Linked DNA regions of Sus scrofa: region 2 is linked to region 1. Evidence: chromatin contacts called from public Hi-C data. All regions are on one chromosome and are shown on one strand. Each heading gives the region's core, a stretch centred on a gene start, on an enhancer-like site or on the middle of the called end of the contact. The rest is flanking DNA. Distances are from core to core; before and after follow the strand shown. Region 1 holds the start of DUSP22 (dual specificity protein phosphatase 22). Region 2 holds the start of EXOC2 (exocyst complex component 2).

The links. A called contact is a pair of places that touch in the nucleus more often than the background predicts.
Region 2: a contact with region 1 is called in a Hi-C map of liver, with 8 times the contacts expected there. The contact joins the promoter of EXOC2 here to the promoter of DUSP22 in region 1. A contact is called at or near these places in 1 of 47 Hi-C or Micro-C datasets (liver) and 1 of 2 datasets of contacts at active chromatin or transcription factors (alveolar macrophages).

The regions. Positions count from the first base shown.
Region 1 is chr7:41,701-46,400 of Sscrofa11.1, forward strand. It overlaps DUSP22 (dual specificity protein phosphatase 22), which reads left to right and starts at 1,737. Exons shown (of 8, transcript XM_021100090.1): 1 at 1,737-1,987. The coding sequence starts at 1,967. LOC106508466 (a long non-coding RNA gene) reads right to left here and starts at 2,976. Exons shown (of 4, transcript XR_002346219.1): 1 at 2,437-2,976.
Region 2 is chr7:338,416-343,026 of Sscrofa11.1, forward strand. EXOC2 (exocyst complex component 2) reads right to left here and starts at 3,055. Exons shown (of 29, transcript XM_003128146.5): 1 at 2,639-3,055.

The DNA.
Region 1 (4,700 bases), core at 487-2,986:
GCTAGGCAGTAAAGCAGTGATGGTGGAGGCAGAGGAGGAGGAGGTGGGCTGCCCAGGTGACTTGGAGGGGGAGGGAAAAGAGGAAGTAAAGACGGTAGGGAAGGAACACCTCCCCAGAACCAAAGGGTATGACGGGTGCTTTCTGGTCTGGCTCTGCTCTTACCTACCAGGAACAATGTGGGTGAACACTGGGGGGGGGGGGGTGCTTCCTACACGTGGGGCTTTGGTACCTGCTGTTGCCCAGAAGACATCAACAAGGAGGAAAATGACCGAAATGGATTCTGCCAGCTCTTTTCAAAATGTCACCCTTCCTCACAGTCTTGCTGCTGTTTTCTCAGCCTCTGGAACTTGTTAATTTATTCTACAAATATTTGCTGAATACCTATTTTGCGCCGGGCACTGTCCCTAGCCATGTGGCTATAGCATCGAATGAGACAGACAGGGTCCTTTCCCTCTGAAGGTGGCGTTCTTGTGAGACAGATAAAAAATAAGCCAATAAATAGAATAATGTCCAATAATGTTAAGTGCTATGAAGAAAACAATGCAGAGTAATATGATAGTGACTGGAAGGCCTCCTTTCAATTGGGCGGTCAGGAAAAGCCTCTTTGACAAGGTGACATGTGGGCTGAGACCTGCAAGAGTCAGCTTGGTAAAGAGCCAGGGACTGAGATGGCTAGGTACAGCGCACCGCCCACACAAAGGTTCAAGCGCAAGATCGAGTGATCCAGCGACCAAGGGTGGCAGGTTCAAGGAACACGCAGAAAGCCTGTGTGGCTGCGACTGAAGAGGAAGGCGGAGCAGATGACGTGAGGTCGTGGGGTGAGCCCGGCCGTATCAGAATGATGCGTTTGTTCACTTAAACAATTACCAAGCGCCCACTACGAACAGGGCACGCTGAGGACATGAAAATGAAACAGCGAAAGCCCTACTTCAAGGATTCTGTCCACGAGAAGGAGTCAATGAGGGTGACAGACTACTGACACAATTCTGCTACAGGTTAGACAGTACTCCATCCAGGCAGAACCCCAATGCAGACACTGCCATGCTGCTTAGCAAGGAAAGGGGCTTTCCAGAAGCAGCTCCGTCAACACTCCCAGGCACCTACCAGAGCCAGTTTATAATCAGAAGGGGGCACACTAGACGTCCACAGTCACGGTATGAGGGCTGAGTCCGGACAGCTGCTCTGCCAGGTTGGGGAGGTTAGGTCATCCCAGAGATGAGTCACCGAGCCCACCTTTCTCCACCGGCGAGCCTTCTCGGTCTTCGTGGGTGGGGCAGGGCCGCAGGAATCCCCCCACCCTGCCTAAATCGGTCGCACTCAGAAAACCCAGGCAGGGGAGCCGCAAGACCAGGCTCCGGGGTTAGCACCTGATTCACCCAGGCAGTCAAGGCAGGGCGGCGACTGCTGGTAACAGGCCCCCGGCCGCCCCGGGGAAAGGCCTCCGGGAGTTTTGGTGACCCCGACGGGGGTGAGGGGGCGGCTCGCGACACGCCCCGCTGGGTAGGGGCTGCGCCTGCGTGACCACCGGCGCCGCCCTGCCTCCGAGCCCATCGGGCGGCCGCGGCCGGGGCGGGGGCGCGGGCGCGCGTGCGCCGAGGAGCCGCGGTCCCGGCCCTGCCTCCCGGCCCGGCCCCCAGGCCCCGCGTCTGCCAGCCCCGGGGGGTCGCGGGCGGGCGCCCGGCTGGCTGGGGGAGGGGGCGCGCGGCCGCGTCCCGCCCGCCGGGGCTCGGGTGCCTCTGCCCGGCGGCCGGGAAGGCGGGGGCGGCGGGCGGGAGCGTGGGAGCGGGGGCCGGAGCGGAAGGGCCGCGGGGCCCGGGCGTCCCCGGCGGTCCCGGCCCTTGGCGTTGTTTCCGCGGCGGGCGCGGCCGCCCTCCCCGCCGCCGCCTGCGCCTCCCCGCCCCGCGCCGACATGCCCTCAGTGCGCCTGCCGCCGCCGCGCCCGCGCTGCTAGACCGTGCGGCCGCCATGGGCAATGGGATGAACAAGGTAACGCGACTCCCCTTCGGGCCCCTCGGCCTCCGCCGCCCGGCCTCCCCGCGCGGGGCTCTGCCGGCCGGCAGCCCGCCGCGTCCCGTCCGCGCCCGGACCCCGCAAGGGCGGGGTCGCCGCGTCTGGCTGTGTCGCCGAGGCCCCTCCCGGCCCCTCGGCTTCCGGCCGAGCGGCGCTTGCGGCTGAGAACCAGCCTTGCCCTTTACCAGCGTCGAGCCGGCTGAGCTCAGAAGGGCTGTGGTTTCTCCCTTCTGTCCCCTCCCCTTCACCCCCAAACTCGGCTCTTGAAGCATCACCACCCACATTACCAAACTGCAGCAGATGAGTGTCTTCCGTAATTTCCTCTTCCCAGGTTTTTTTTTGTTTTTTTACCATGTGCACAGATAACTTTTTCTCGTGCACAGAAAACTTGGCCGAAGCCTAAATCCTGAGGTGCTTTTAATTACCTGGGGGTGGGGCGAGAGAACAGATCCAGAGCTGACTTATATCAGGTTATGTGGCTTCTTCAGCAAGGCGACCTGTCGGCTGGCCGCTTGTGCAGACTGTGCCTTCTAGAAAATCCGGTTGCTCTCTTTCCTTTGGCTCTGCAGAGCCCCAGACCCTTCTTCCCAGGCTGTGGGATCGTCTGGGTCTCCTGTCAGTGTACCAGTACCAGATTCCAGCTCTTGCAGTTGAGAGTTGCCTGGGGTGTGTTTATGTCGTACACAAGGTTGGGGGTTTTGCGATCTGGTGCCGCCGGCTTGAAGAGAAGACTTTCAACTCTTGAAAAAAAGCCCTTAGCAAAACCAGGGCCTCCTCTCAAGCCCTTGAAATGGTACTGAATCAGAGATTAGTTTCTGGTCTTCTGTTTCTCTTCCCCCTCTTTTCCCCTCGCCCCGCTTCTGAATGCGTTTCTGCTTTCCTGTTTGATGGGTTAAAGCTGATTTGTCCCGGCGCTGGGGTCCACAGAGGCGTGGGTCTTTCAGCTGGAGTGTTCTGTTGGCAGTGGAGCAAGGTAGAAAAGGTGCAGCAGGGGGAATCCTTGAACCTGCTTAACTCTTTACCTGCCCGCATCAAGTTCAGTCCTGGGGGCAGGGATCAAGTTTGTTGAGACTGTCTCTCTCGGATAAATAATTGCATCGAGCCCCCATTAGCCACGGGAATCCATTAGCACCGGGAACTTCTGCTTTTCACCTGAAAACAATAAAGGGGCTTCCACGGGTTTGTGGGCTCTGTTTGCCATTAACTGTGGCCTTACCTTAGCTTTCCTTTGGCTCTTTGTAGTCTACAGTTTTTTTCCACTGGAGCTGTTTACACTCCACCTCTTTCAGCACTTAACTCGTAGTTAAGTGAAAACTGAAAACTCAGAGAATATAGTTAGGAATGCATATCATTGCCTAAATGTTCAAAATTAGTTTCAGGCTTTTAAACAAAAGCAGGCATATTCATATCATGATTTTTATCTTTCAAAGAAAGTAGTACATTTCTTGATGATTCTATTATCATAACCATCTTGTGTCGTAAATAGAGCCACTGTCTCCAATGTGGACATGGAGTCATGTACAGACAGATGGAGACGCCACCACATCAGCAAACGTTTATCGTGTACTTACTGTGGCAGGTACTGCACGGGTCAAGGGAGCAGTGGGGGAGTGCAGTGGTAAACACAGACGGAGGCCTTTCTCAAAACCTATAGTCTTGACCAGCAGTTGCCCATATATGTAAAGTTTTTCTCGTAGCCACATTCAAAGTAAAAAGAAACTAATGTTCATAGTACATTTTATTTAACTGAAATATATTGAGAATATTGTCGTCTCAACATTTAGCCAATAGATAACTTATAGAATGGTTTGTATATATTTTTTACTAAGTCTTGGAAGTCTGATCTATGTCTTTTGCTTAAATCACATCTCATTTGGAACTAGCCACATTTTAAATACTCGATTGCCATTGAGGCTAGTGGCTGCTGTATTATACAACACCCGCTATGTGTGTGTGTGTGTGTGTGTGTGTGTGTGTGTTGTGAAGAGAGAAGACAAATACAAGGTGGGGAGGAGTGGAGGCCTCAGAGGATAAAGTAGGCAGTTTCTTGAGTGTCAGGGAACTAGATGTCATGAGCCTGGAAGTGGCGTTCAGTCCAAGCCAGGGATGGTGCTGGAACGAAGATGGTTAGGCTGAGATCTGAAGAATCGCTACAAGTTACAAGGTTATTTCGTGGCAAAGTAGATTGCTGGAAGCCAACAATTAAAAGCCTTAATTAGAATGTGTTCATGGATTAGTGTGTGACTTGGAACTCGTCTTTGTATTTCCCCATCTGTGTGTAAAAAAATGCTTGATTTGCAGACTTAGTGGAATTAGCGTACGATACTAGCCATAGAAATTCTTTTCTAAGAACATTTATAGATAGAAATGTACAATGCCTTTGAAACCGAAAATTTACTTTGCAGTGTGTGTGCCCTGAGGTGCCTTGGACAAGATTTCTTTCCAGTCCCACGGAAGCCTATCGTCCTTAGCAAAAGAAAACTTGTGAACTAAACCATGCAGATTCTGTTCTGACTGCTTTGAATGCAGCGGTTCTGTTTCTGTTTTGTGTCCTCGTGCAGGATCCGCTCATCCACACATCCTAGTCTTTCTGTGTGGCAGAACCTCACACCTGTCTCAGTTATGTGTTGCCCGGAAAGGGTGAGGGGAAGAGGCTGTGTGTCTGTCTGGCCAGTTAGAGACGAGGAAG
Region 2 (4,611 bases), core at 1,805-4,304, 300 kb after region 1:
GATGTTAATGAAGCTTCTAAGCAAGCCTGAGACAATTTTCCAGGAGAGGAAAAAAAAAAAAAAAAAAAAAACCTCAGAAGTCAGTTCCTGACCTCCTCTGCCTGACCTTCGAGGCCGGCCTCTATAATCCGCAACGGACCCCTTTCCAGGCCGAGGGCCTCTGCTGCTCACACACCACCCAGACCCCAGAGCCCCAGCCCCACCCACCAAGGGCTGATTTCCCTGGAGTCCTCCCAATTGCTCCAGCCCCAAAAGACCCTTCCTTTCTCTGAATTCCTAAGGGCTGCCGCCCAGCTCTCGCTGTTCTTTAGTGGAAGAAGCAAAAATACCCTCTTCTCAGTCAGGCTTGTGCTCCAACTGGGAGATACAAAAGTGACTAAGACTAATCCCGTTCGGGCAAGAGTTTAGTCTTCTTGACCTACACGTAAATGCCAACAATATCTACGGCCCCTAAGACAACGCAAGGATAGGACAGTACTAAGTGGTTCCAGGATTCACTGAGTCAGAAAATTTCAAAGCAGGAAGAACTCGGAGATAATCTAGTTTTAGGTATTCTCTGACAACAGATATAAGGAAACTAAAGCCCGAAGACGCTACCAAGTAGAACAGCCCATGCTACAAAGCAGGGCTGGTAACAGCCCACTATATGGTGCTTTGACTCAGCTGAATTCTAAGGATGCCTGTGGGTGTGGCCACAGCTGCAAGATGCATAATTTCTCTACGACGACTCTAAATTTGTGTTTGCATCAATAATTCTTTTAAACCAACATGAGCATGCACTGAATCACGGGGACTGTAACTGAACACTCCACCATGTGATCTCACCAGGGAATCCAAGAACACACTCCCAGGGTCTGGGAACAATCAATGCACCGCACACTGCTCAGCAGAGCCATCCTTAGTTCCCATTCTGGTCAATTTCAAAATCCTCTCTATTCGGAGTTCCTGCCAGGCTCAGTGGTTAATGAATCCGACTAGGAACCAAGGTTGCAGGTTCAATCCCTGGCCTTGCTCAATGGGTTAAAGATCCGGTGTTGCCGTGACCTGTTGTGTAGGTCGAAGACACGGCTCGGACCCCGCATCGCTGTGGCTCTGGCATAGTATGGGGGCTACAGCTCTGATTAGACCCCTAGCCTGGGAAGCTCCACATGCCACGGGAGCCGCCCTAGAAAAAGCAAAAAGACCAAAAAAAAAAAAAAAAAAAAAAATTCCTCTCTACTCAACAGGGCCCTGAAACTCATCCATTCAGTATAACATTTAAGCTCCACTCTGTGACAACACAAGGATAGGGCAGTACTAAGTGGTTCCAGGATTCACTGAGTCAGAAAATTTCAATCTGGCCAGGAATTCTGGCCAGGTAAGATGAGTAAACTGGAGAATGGATGAAAAAGTCCTGGAGAGACTAACTGTACGAGCATTTCCTACCCAGCCTAAGGATGCCACTGCCCTGACACTAGAAATTGTCCCAAATCCTTTCTTAAAAGACCGCCTGTGCCACGTTTCAGTACTAATTTCATTTCTCATCAGATTCATATATCCAGCTCTCAAATATTTGTGGAATGAATGAAAATTTAACTTTGGAGGTGAATAATCATCTTTAGAGAAGTATCATTTTCAAAATAATATTCAGTTCAGGAAATTAAGTACCTGAAAAGAAGAAAAAGTCACTTTCTGAAACTTCCAAGAGTTGTTCCAAGTTACATTGGGGGATCCGCTGTTTAAAATTACAGAGTTTCTACTTAACCAAACAGAAAGAACATTTAAGTACTAAGCCCACATCATCCTCTTTCTATTACCTCCTTTTGAGTCAACAACTTTTAACACAAATGTTCCTTGGGAAGCTTTTGGCTTCCAGTTCCTGTGTCGTTACACAAAGCCTGGCCAGAGTATAATCAAAATATTATTGTGCATTGGAAGAGGGGTCCACATGACCTCAACTAAAACTAGCTTTCACTATAGAGCACCCGAATGACTTAATTTAAATGTGGTTTTTACAATACTTTTTAAGTTTTCCTTGTAAGTTTACTCATTTTTTTAAACAAGTGACACACGTCTTCTTCAGCGACTAAGAAACGCTTTAGCGATTAAGAAAAGCTTCCTTCCATTCAGACAAGCTCTTTCGCGAACTGTTCCTTGCCCTTCTGGGCAGGCCCAGGCTGGAAGGAGAAAGAGAGCACAGGTTCGGATGCTCTCACTACGCTGCCTCCGCCGCTGCTAAACAATGAGTAACTGCCCGGCTTCACACTAGTTCCGTAACCACCCTGATCTAACGCTTCCTCGCCAGTGAAATGGGCACAACACAATCAATCTGTAAAAACAGTGACGGCACCCGGGAGAGCTCTCCAGTGGTGCAACCTAAGAAACAAGCAAAGCCTGCCTCTTCCTCGCTCTTCACCCGTAAATTCTCAAGCCTTGCGCAGTGACAGGTAAGGACGCAAGCAGGGCCAAGTGCAACCTCCCGCTGCGGGCCGGCACTCCCAAGGCCCACGCCGGGCTTCCAGGCAGGGCTCCGCGACGCCCGCAGGCGCCCCTCCGCACCGTAAGGGCTGCAGAGCGGCGCGAGGCCGACGGCGGTGGCTAGCCCTCCCGCCTGCACCCCCGGCGGGCCCTCAGCCAGGACCTCGGCCCCCACACCTACCTGCAGACAGGCAGGCACGGACCCAGCGCTCAAGCAGGAGACCCCGGGCCGAGGCCGCCCAGCCTTCAGCGCCCTCACTTCCGCCGCCGGAGCGCCGAAGGCGTCGATCCGCCGCGCAGTCGAGCGCCGAACGCCGGATGGCCGCGGTTTGGGGGCTGGATGGGGGCGGGAGTTGGGAGACCGGCGGGAGCGAAGGACCCGGCCGCGACTCCGACCCTCTGGAGCCCCGGGCTGACACTCGGGGACCGTGGCCTCGCGGCCCCCTGAGCGTGGGCACCGTTCGGGTTCAGCCGGCAGGCACCGCGGGGCGTTGGCCTCGAACACAGAAAGGCGCCCGTCCAGACCCAGCCAGAGGGAACGGGTTGCCTGACAGCGGACGGCCCCCCGCGGCCCGGCCGGAAGTGACGCGCCTCCCGGGGAAGCGGCGGAAGCGGAAGGGCCTGCGGTTTTCCGGCCTTTGGGTTGAGGGGGAAGAGCCGCGCGCCCGGTGTTCCGGAGTGAGCGGTGGCGAGCCCTGGCGGTGGCTGCTCCTGTGCCCCGCCGCTGCTCCTCTCCTCTCGGCTCTGCGCGTTACCCCAGCGCGTAGTCCCAGCGGACACCGGGCCTCGCGAATAGAGTAGCCGAAGGGGCAGCGATGGAGCTGCGCGCTGCGTGCGTCCTCTGGACGCCGAGGCCAAGGTGCTGCCGGTGGACGGTGGCTTCCCTCCCTGCAGTCAGCCAGCCATTGGGTGGCAAGGGAGTTGGCTCAGACCTAGATGCAGATGTGGGTTCGGCTTAGTCTTCCTGGCCTGCAAGGGCTCTGGCAAGCATCACTGCAGTTGCTCACAGTGTCTGATTTATCGTCATGGAATTTCCCCTTTAATCGCCTCGAGCAGGGACCCCCTTGAGAGTGAGTAGGGTTTGACAAAAGAGACAGTAACACAGGAGGCACAGTTTCTGCCCCAACATCACACACTCAGAAGCTGCCACCCTGGTAGAACATTAGAACGGCCTCAAAGGCACAGCTGTGGCTCTGGCTTGGGGTAACATTTTGCAGGGTTGCTATGCTGTTCTATGGGATGCAGGAGGTATTTTGAACCTTATAGCGTGTGATGCTTTGTCTGAAGTAGAACCCTGACACCTGCGGCAGCAAATGATGCTCTGCCAGGGGACAAAATGTTCCACTAAATCTAAAGACTCTTCTCATTCAGGAGGCAAGAATGACCTTTATAACCAGGAGGAAGTAGGGACAGGAAGGATTACTTCTGGGCACTCACTGGGCAGCTTTCCGTGCCTGGTGATATCAGCAACCTTGGCCTGATGGGGGCATGGCAACCAGGGGCTCAGACCCAAGAGGGACAAAAGTCTGGTCACATCATCAAGCAAGCAGTCTGGGTCAGCAAAAGTGCTGGTGGAAGGTGAGGGAGCCCAGAGGGAGTGACAGGAAGATGCTGAGGATCTCTATGGGCCCAAGACCAACTGCAGAGGAGCCCATAGCTCAGCCCATCACCACTCCTGATGTGGGTGTGACATCGGCATGAGGAGCCAGCGAGAGGGCCAGAGAACACAACAGCAGGGCCCACCAGAGCCCACCCACACCTGTCCTGCTCTCTGAAAGCTGCTTTCTGGGAAACCTGCTCCCTGTGCCTCGGGGCTTCCTTCCTGGACGCATGGTAACCCCAAAGCACCCGAGGGCTCCCTGGCTCAGAAGCAGGCTTCTGAGCAGAAGAGGGGCAGGGAGGTGGTGTAGAACTCCAGCTGCCTGGCTCCCCGTGGCTGTGAGGCATGGTACCCAGCGTGCCCAGAGGCTGGGCCCCAGTGCCCCACACCTCTTCTTGCTTCCTCCCCTTTCCTGCCGGGCACCCCCATCCCCTCCTGCTGTTTCCTAGTCTCACCTCCCAAGTTAACTACTAGCTTCAAAACCCTATCTCAGGGTCAGCTTCTAGGGGAATCCGACCTAGGATAGTCATTATCATAGGGAAAAAAAAGCAATA